Regions from separate parts of the Mus musculus genome. Here region 1 is linked to region 2. A link is a contact called in public promoter capture Hi-C data. All regions are on one chromosome and are shown on one strand. Each heading gives the region's core, a stretch centred on a gene start, on an enhancer-like site or on the middle of the called end of the contact. The rest is flanking DNA. Distances are from core to core; before and after follow the strand shown.

Region 1 (4,489 bases), core at 33-2,532, 4.1 Mb after region 2:
AAGTGTACCCACTCTCCAGTTCAGATCTAAGACAGTGTGCTCCACGTACAAAACTAGATAAAAAGTACTTGAAATACAGTACAGTATATGCACGAAGAACAGTGCAACCTCAACAGTGCTACAAAAATTAGATTTAGCTTTCCCGATCACCAAGAGACCGAGAGAGAGAGAGAGAGAGAGAGAGAGAGAGAGAGAGAGAGAGAGGCTTTAGCCTCACCTGCGACCCAGGAGTTATAGTTAACCTTTCTAAGAGAGTAAAAGGACCGAATGAGTTTATGTGAAAACAAAAACCTTCACAACTGCCTAGCTGAGGGTCTACTACGGCCATCAAGCACGCGTCAAACGGCCATCAAACCGCATTAGCAAAAAACTGTTCATGATAAAACTGTACCTCGTTCCGTCTTTCAACTGTCTACCTTCTCACAGAAGTGTCCAAATGGCAGCACTCCTAAGCAATGCACTGCTACGATGTCCTTCCCCACGAATACTGGTCGGGAGTCAGGCTATCTATCTATATGACTCCCGACTCTCTCACACACACACACACACACACACACACACACACACTCACACACTCTAGATAGATAGATAGATAGATAGATAGACAGACAGACAGACAGACAGACTGCACCCAAATAACGGAAGCCTGCTTTCTTATTCATACGGTAAAACCCCGGAGCTCTGGTGGAATCAAGCGAGCCCTTCCTTCTTCCTTTTCCCGCGTTTCTCGGCCTCACCAAGGTGCTTCTTCTTCTGCCCAGCCAAGCGCCATCCCGGACTTCCTCCACACAACAACAAACGCCGCTATCCCCCGGATTGGCGCGGAATCCTCCCTCCGTCCTGGGCCGCACGCCCGCCTCCCTCCGCCGTCAGGTGCTTCAGTCGGCGCGGCCAGGTCCCCCCAAATCGCGCCGCACCCCGCTCGGGCCAGCCTCGGCCCGCCCTCGGGTCCCTTCAGCTCCCCCTCCCCCAGTCCCCGGGGCACAGGCCCGAGGCCCACGGGACTTACGCTCTCGTGGTCCCAGCGCACGTTGCTGCGCTTCTCATCCGGGGCGAGGTTTCGGTCCCGGCCCATTAACTCATCCAGCAACTGCGCGGCAGAAATCATGGTGCTTCCTCCGGGCGGCTGCTCACGCCAGCCCTAGCACCCACCCGATAAAAAACCCCACCAGCCGCCCGGCCGCCGAACCAAGCCCCCTCGGCCCACTCTCAAGCTCGAAAAGCCTCTTCCAGAGAGGAGCCGAGAAGACAAAATGGCCGCCGCCCGGGCACCTTCCCAGCATGCCGTGCGCCCGTGGAGACACGCCTAGGCCCGGGCTGCGAGGGCGGGCAGCGCGGCTTCTCCGGCGAGGGGGCGGGACCTCCGGCCCGGGCCCGGGGCAAAGCCCCGCCAGGCACTGACTCCGCCCCCGCCGTGCCTTCCACCCAACGGAGCGGTGGACGCTCTAACGGCTGCCGGTGTCGGCCTCTTTTTTACTTGGAGAAAGAGCAATCTAGCTCTGGGTCCTTTGCCACTGCCCTGAAACGGAGAAAATGTCCCTTTGTCCACGTGGTGTGCGGGGGACCATCTTCCAGGGAGGGAAACAAGAAGAGCGAGCTGCGATCGTGCTCAGACTCCATTTTCCTGTCGCTGTAGTTTCTTCCTCCTCTACCTGTCCTTATTTATGTCTGCACCCTCCACCCTTCCCACACCCACCCAGTTCGATGCTGGGGATTGAACCGGGAACCTTAACGCTTAACGCTCTACCAGCGAGTTAAATCCTCAACTCTTCTACCCGGTTTTGTCCGGACTTCCTCGATTTTTAGGGAGGAAAATCAAGGAATAGACTATATGCGGTGGAGGAATTATGTTGTAATACCTCCAATCCAGGAATTTATCTTCCTTCACTTTGTATCAAATGTGTTACTGTGTGTTCAGGGAATCATAGAGGAGACCAGAGGTTACCCTCTGGAGTCCATTACTCAGGAACTATCCACCTTTGTTTGGTTTTTGGTTTTGTTTTTCGGGATAGGGTTTCTCTGTAACTTTAGCTGTTCTGGAACTCACCAGGCTGGCCTCGAACTCACAGAGATTCCCGTGTCTCAGCCTTATGAGTGCTAGGACGTGCCACCATTGCTCCTCAATCTAAACTTTCAAAAGATTAGGAAAACTTAGCTGGGCTTGCTGTCACCGTATACCTTTTATCTAGGAAGGCACTGGGAAGGCAGAGTCAGGTGGATTTTATGAATTAAAGAGGTTCACCTGCTTCTGCCTCTTAAGTGCTAACACTTGGGAGGCAAAGGCAGGTGAATATCTAAGTTTGAGGCCAGCCTGGTCTACAAAACAAGTTTCTGTATAAAGCCATGGCTGTTATACAGAGAAACCCTTTTTCAAAAAGAATGTCTCACTGGGACGTGAGCTCTCTGTCAGCCTGAAAGCCCTACGAATCCTTTTATTTCTGCTTCCTTAGTACTGCAGCTATAAACCACTGTTTTACATGTATGTGCTGGAGGTTAAACTCTGTTCTTCATGCTGAGTGGTGAACTCCCTGGAATTTCTTTAAAAGTATTAATTCGGCCTTGCAAACTTTTAATCCCTAGCAATCCAGAGGCAAGTTGATCGAGGCCAGCCAGGGCTACATAGTGAGACATTGTCTCAAAAACAAGATTCATATTCAGCTAGGAATAGCAGACCGGGCCTATAATCCCCTTGTTTGGGAGGCTTGGCCAGAAGGATTATTGTTCCAGACCAGCATGGGTTGCTGTGTGAGTTCCTGTCTAAAACAATTTTTAAAAAAAATAAAACCCAGGGGCTAGTGAGATGACTAAGCTGAGAGACATCTGTGGACAAGCTGGATGAATGTGACAAGAGTTTCATCCCCCGGACTCACAGAGAAAGGAGAGAACCAACTCCCGAAAACTGTCCTCTGACCTCCACGGGCTGATCCACACACACAGACACTGGCACATAAAATAGAATGTAATTTTTAAAAAATTAAGGGCTGGAGAGATGCCACAGCAGTTGTTGGCATTGGCTGCTCTTGCAGAGGACCCAGGTTCAATTCCTAACACCCACATGGCAACTCACAGCTGCCTAACTCCAGGGTCAGACACCCCCTGCCCCCAGACAGACAGACAAGCAGGCAAAACACCAATGCACATAAAGTAAATTATATTTAAAAAGTTAAAATTAAAAATTGGAGGCCCAAAGTTGGTGGCTCATATAATCCTCAGGAGGTAGAGGCAGTCAAATGTCCAGGATAGCTGGGTTACACAGAGAAACCTCAACAAAACTTCTGTTATATGCCCACATCAGTGTTAGTGTGCAGATTAAATTAATTGATATACTCTGCACATTGATAGAGGAGACCCAACAGGTTCTTAATTCCTTTATTAGCAAGAGGGAAAGAACCTTTTTATTGTCAGAGTGGAGGAGTCAGCTCCCTGTGGCACTGACTGAGGAGTGTGGCAAAGCTCCAACCAGGTAAGGTGGAAAATGGAGGCCTCGAACTCAAGACCGACAGTCTTCCCACCCCAGCCTCCCAGTGTGTTAGCATATATCCCTCAAACAGAAATCTGAAGAGTTTACAGTTAAGAAACGCAAAAAAGTTTCCAAAACATGAAATAGATAACAATGAAGAAAACTGTTAGTCTGCTAGAAGAGGAACTTTTAAAAGTATTCTTTGAGTCTCATGAAGTTGAACTAGAATGGGTTGGTTGGGGGCTGGAGAGATGGCTCAGTGGTTAAGAGCACTGTCTGCTCTTCCAGAGATCCTGAGTTCAATTCCCAGCAACCACATGGTGGCTCAGAACCATCTGTAATGAGATCTGATGCCCTTTTCTGATGTGTCTGAAGACAGCTACAGTGTACTCACATACATGAAATAATAAATCTTTAAAAAAAAAAAAAAAGAATGGGTTGGTTGGAAAATTAGTTGGAAGCAAATCCAAAAGGCTAAAATACAACACTTGGGAAGCCGAGGCAGGAGGATTGTCCTTGGCTACACAGTTAAAGGCCAGCCTTGACAGAATGAGAAAAATCAAAGCCACCTCCTCAACTCTCCCATAACTTTCCAAGGTCACAAAGGATCTTAAGGTTATCCGTTCTGTGGCTCTTGAGCCTGTGTGTCACTCATCACTATCCCTGCCCACTCCATTGCTCTTCCTCCCACCCACTCTCAGTTACTCATCCTCAAGCTCTTTTGAAACTTTCTCTCCTTTCCCTCATTAGAACTCTTGAGAGTTTTTCAGTGTTCTATCTGGCCATCTTCTCTGGGTACTCACGAACTCCCTTGGGATTATCTCTTCCGTTTGCAAAATTTCAGCTAGCCCCTTCGGCTGCTGAGTGCTAGATTCCAACCTCCACCTCAGATCTCCTTTCTGAATTTAGTACTCATGCCTACCCTCTTTACTGGGACACTCTACTTATGTGAAAGTCAAAACCAAACAGAAACATAGTACAAAGCCAAAATAGAAAAACAGCTTCTGGGCTGGAGAGATGGCTCAGTGG
Region 2 (4,493 bases), core at 1,685-4,184:
GAATGACAGCAAGGCTGAGAGGTGGCTGCCACACTCTCAACCATGCTGAGCAGAGAAATAAGCATTGGTGCTCAGTTTGGTTTCTCGTGCCCCACTTCTGATTCAGCCTGGGATCTTGGCACACAGGATGGTTCCCGGCACCTTCAGGGAGGGTCTTTCTTTGTTAAAGCTTCCCAGAAGTTCTATTTGTGGAGATATAGCAAAACCCAGTAACAGATCTGAGCGAACAGTTCATTTAATCCTCCCAGGGCATCTCAAGTCAAAGTTTGAGTGACTCTGTTCTGTTCTGACTGGTCCATCACTGTCAGGGAACCAGGGCCCAGGTGTGCTCTAGTCTCATCAGCATCCTGTCTGGGGAGCCTGTGTACCTCAGTCAGCAGAGCAGGTGTTCTCCCAAAAGCTGCTGCAGCATCTGATGTCTACGCTATGACAAATCCCTTCCTGTAAGGAACAGGTTGGTTTGTTTTTTTTTTCCCACAAATGTTTCTGCAGTTTTATAGCAAGATCTATATCCCCAAGCCTAAGAAGAACGTTATGTTCTGTTAATGCAGAACAAACAAAAGAAAACGCACAACCAATAACCAAAATAAACAAACACCAAACAAAACCTTCCCATTCTCGTCTCCTCCCACCATTGCAATCCTGGGCCCTAAATTGAAGCCAGGACTTCCTTTCTGCAAATACACTTGGGATTTATCCTCATAAATGGATGCAAAAGGACATCATATTTCCCATGTATATGTTGCATGTACATAATTCTGTAGGTATGTGTACATGTAGGTAGGTGCATGTGTTCATGTGAACACATCTGTGTGAAGGCCAGAGGTGAAAGCCGGGTGTCTCCCTTTGCCATCTTACCTTTTGAAACAGGATCTCTCACTAAACTTAGGCTGGCTGGCTCTACAGCTATATAATATGTGACCTGAATGTAATTGATTTCTTTTGTTTCATATACAGTTCTCAAAGTCTGTTCATGTCGAAGACGGCATCAACATTTCATTTCTTTCTCTTAAAGAGAAAAAGCAAATCATCTTAACAGCTTGAGGTTCAGAGCAAGACCAAAAGGAAAGTACAGAGACTTCTTAGGTCCTCTCACACAATAGCCTCCCCTGCGTCGTCCCCCCCGCCCCCAAGGAAGTGGGACATTTGTTGTGATTACAGTTCCTATCCCTTAGGTTGTCATTTCATGTGGCTAATTTTCAGTTATCTTTTAGTTAGTACCTTTGTTACTGCCCCTTGATCGTTTATAAGGGGAGTGCCATGTAGTCAATTGGTAGATTTTCAAGCTATGCTAGTTGTCAGGCTTTACTGTGAGTGCAAAAGGAGTCAGGTGTGTGTTTTAAGAATTGTGCTGTTTTAAAACTTAGGGAGAGGCCGTTGGCATACTGACCTGATGGTATCTGGTGCTTCGTGTTAGAGGAAGCTATGTAGGAATCTGTTTTGCATCGGGCAAGTTTCTTTTTCACTCCCTGATCCTCTTTTACATTGATGACTCCCCAACCCCCACTTCTCTACATTTAACATATGAGAGAAAACATTTAACATTTGTATTTCTGAGCCTGGTTTATTTATTTCATTTCATATGATGATATCTAGTTCCATCCATTTCTCTGTTCCCAGAAATGTAGTTACTCGTAACCCCCCCCCCCCCCACACACACACACTGAAGAACAATCCAGTCCTCCTCTATTGGAGCCGATTGTCCTTTTAAACCAAGTGTGCAGCTTTGGAATGGAAAGATCACTCCCGAGTCTTCATTTTTTTCCTTCTGGCTGACTAATTTTCCATGCTGTCTCTAGACACACACACCACATTTTCTTTCTACATCCTTTGGTAGGCACCTACACTAATATAATAACTTGGCTATTGTAAACAGTGCCACCTTTCAAAGCCTTGGCCTCCATACCTGTGAAATGAGTAACATAATTTTGAACCTAAGGATTCCTTCCAAGATCAAAGCAATTGTTGTGGAAAGCACCCCGGGGCACTTAAAGAGAAGGACACTAGAATGGTGGGTGAAACCATTCCCCGGCATCCCCCCATCTTTCATTCGTTTCAAAAAGAGTAAATACTGCTTCGAAGCTGGCCCTAAGTCCCTCAAGAAGGTGAAGTTTGAGGAGTGGGGGATGTGTGTGGGCAGGTTTCCTGGATGGGAGCACACCTGGATTTCAGGAGTGATGCTGACAGGTCCTGCACATGTCAATTCCTTTTTTCCAGTATTCTTCTGAGTGTATTCACTACCTCTTATCTCTTCTCTCCCTAGGATCTGCTCTTCTGGCAAGTCCTTTTAGCTTTACAGAGGTTTAGCAAAAGGGGCCGATTCAAGTCTACTCTTTCCTTGGAAATTTCTTGGGTTAAAAAATAGAAAATAAAATGGAGGACGTAAAAAGATCTCTCCAGAAGAATCCCCCTGGAGAAATTCCAATCTCTTCTTTATAGGACAGCCGTGTTACTAATCCGTCTTTACACAGCGTAAAAGGTGAAGAAATAAATGAAAGGAAGGACGCAGAAATGAATGAAGGCTGGATAAACGATATGGGGCCAAGATTAGAAGGCAGAGATAGATTCTTGCTCGCTGCCACTTCCGGCACAGCTGCTTCTAAGATTGTGGGCCATCTCCTACACACCGTTGTTCCTTCCTCTCTGTTGCAGCTCACACGCTCAAAGCTTTAATGCAGAGCACCGCCCTCCCAGCGCTCCTCCCCTTTCGGCTAGCCACACCCCTCGGCTCTGAGGTTCCGCCCCACCTACCGAGCTTCAAGGGAAATGAATGGCAGCGGAGCCCTGCGCCGCTCCGGACACTGATTGGCCACTGGGCGCGGTGACGCGCAGGTGGCTGCGGGCGCACGCAGCGAGAGCAGCGGGCAGGGGCGGAGCCGGGCTCCGGGGCGGGGCCCAGGCACCCGGGGGCGGAGGAGCCAGGGAGGCGGGAGGCGGGAGGCGCCGGGGCCGTTTAAGCGGCCTCCCTCCCGCCCCCAGGCGCCTGCTCTGGCCCGGGCCCTGTGCTGACCGACCCCCGGTGTGGCCCACTCCGGCCCTGCCCAGTTGCGTGGCTCCCGCCTGGCACGCCAGCGGCCTCGGAGCAGCTCAAGCCCATGAGGCCGGCGCGCCCTGCCGCCGGTGCAAAAGAGACGGAGCTCCCGGCCCCCGCGGTGGAGCGGTGGATCAATGCGGTTCAGGAATCGATTCCAGCGGTGAGAGTTCTGCGGGGAACGTGCTCCGTCCCGGGGGATCCCGAGCCCTGACGAGGACCGGCTCCCGGGAAGACTCGCAGTTCTGCGATCCCCTTCCTCCAGGCAGCTTGGGATCTGTGCCCCGGGACCCCGCATCTGCTTTGCCTCCTCCATCCGCTTGCAAACCTAGCTTGGCCCTTGAGATCCCCATCCAGACACCGCTGCTGCTAGCTTCTAGCAGACTACTCCAGCCTCAGAGCCCCCTCCCCACGACTCCACTCAGGGCCTCCACCCTTATACAAACCCCAACGTGAGGTCTCTTAAGGCTGCTGCAGCACCCTGTGGCGATGTTTGTCTTACAGCGGGTAGGAGGTCTGGCCTGAGCTTTTTGAGGTGTTTTGTCGGTGGTTGGCCCTAGAGACAGGGAAACTGAGGCACGCTTCTCTAGGTCCAGCTTTCCTGATGGTGTCCGGAGGGGTTGTGTGTCTCGGGCTAAGAACCTAATGGTGTGCTATTTGGGGGATTTTTTTTTGGCAGGGGCAAGTTAGCATTCAGGTGGAGAGACATGCCTTTGAGAAACCTGGTTTTAGGAAATAGGGAGAAAGAACGGAGGAGGCGCCACCGGAAGGCGGGTTGTCTGCTCTACACTAAAGAGGTGGTAGGGTAGCCCGACTTGAGGGACATAGTGTGGCCCTTCTCTCCCGGGTGGATTACCTGCGTGGAAGGAATGATGAAGGCTGCCGACCTATTGTTCCCAAAGAAAGCTCTGGGCTTTAATGTTTCTAAGTGGGTGAAAGTTCACCCATGGGGTTTCTGGTAACTCCATCCCTTTGTCTGAGCCTGGCAGCCATACCCATTCCCAGCCCTTCACCACCAACAGGGTAGCCTAGTGTGATGTACCAGAGAATTCAAAAGCAGAAATGCTTAAAATCTTCCGAGCAGGCTATTGAGTTTGAAGTGGTCTTTCTTTTTATTTTAAAATGTAAACACACCATTTAGTTTTCCTTTCCCTTCTTTCCCCTGTTCACTCATTAATGCTTATCTCATTTCTTCCAGTCTCAAAGGGTAAAAGAGCCAACACAACATGCACAGGATGAGGGTGGTCTTTGCGCTCAGTATTGGGGGAGATCGGCTTGAAGATTTGGATTGCTTTCTGAATATTGCTTATTACTTGGTGGCTGGAAGTCTGGCACTATCGTTGGAGGAGAACTACGTCTCTATGTCAAAGGCAGAAAGGAACCTTGGTCTTTCTCGTTTAGAACCACAGTGGATTTAAGAGACTCTGTAACGTGTGTGAACCTCATGTCCTGTGCGTGTGGG

The links. Promoter capture Hi-C pulls out the DNA fragments that hold promoters and counts their contacts.
Region 1: a contact with region 2 is called in a promoter capture Hi-C map of pre-B cells. The contact joins the promoter of Luc7l3 here to the promoter of Mmd in region 2. A contact is called at or near these places in 2 of 39 promoter capture datasets (the HPC-7 cell line and pre-B cells).

What each region holds. Positions count from the first base shown.
Region 1 is chr11:94,320,681-94,325,169 of GRCm38.p6, forward strand. It overlaps Luc7l3 (LUC7-like 3 (S. cerevisiae)), which reads right to left and starts at 1,283. Exons shown (of 10, transcript NM_001361574.1): 1 at 1,010-1,283. The coding sequence starts at 1,108.
Region 2 is chr11:90,246,542-90,251,034 of GRCm38.p6, forward strand. Mmd (monocyte to macrophage differentiation-associated) reads left to right here and starts at 2,935. Exons shown (of 7, transcript NM_026178.2): 1 at 2,935-3,194. The coding sequence starts at 3,169.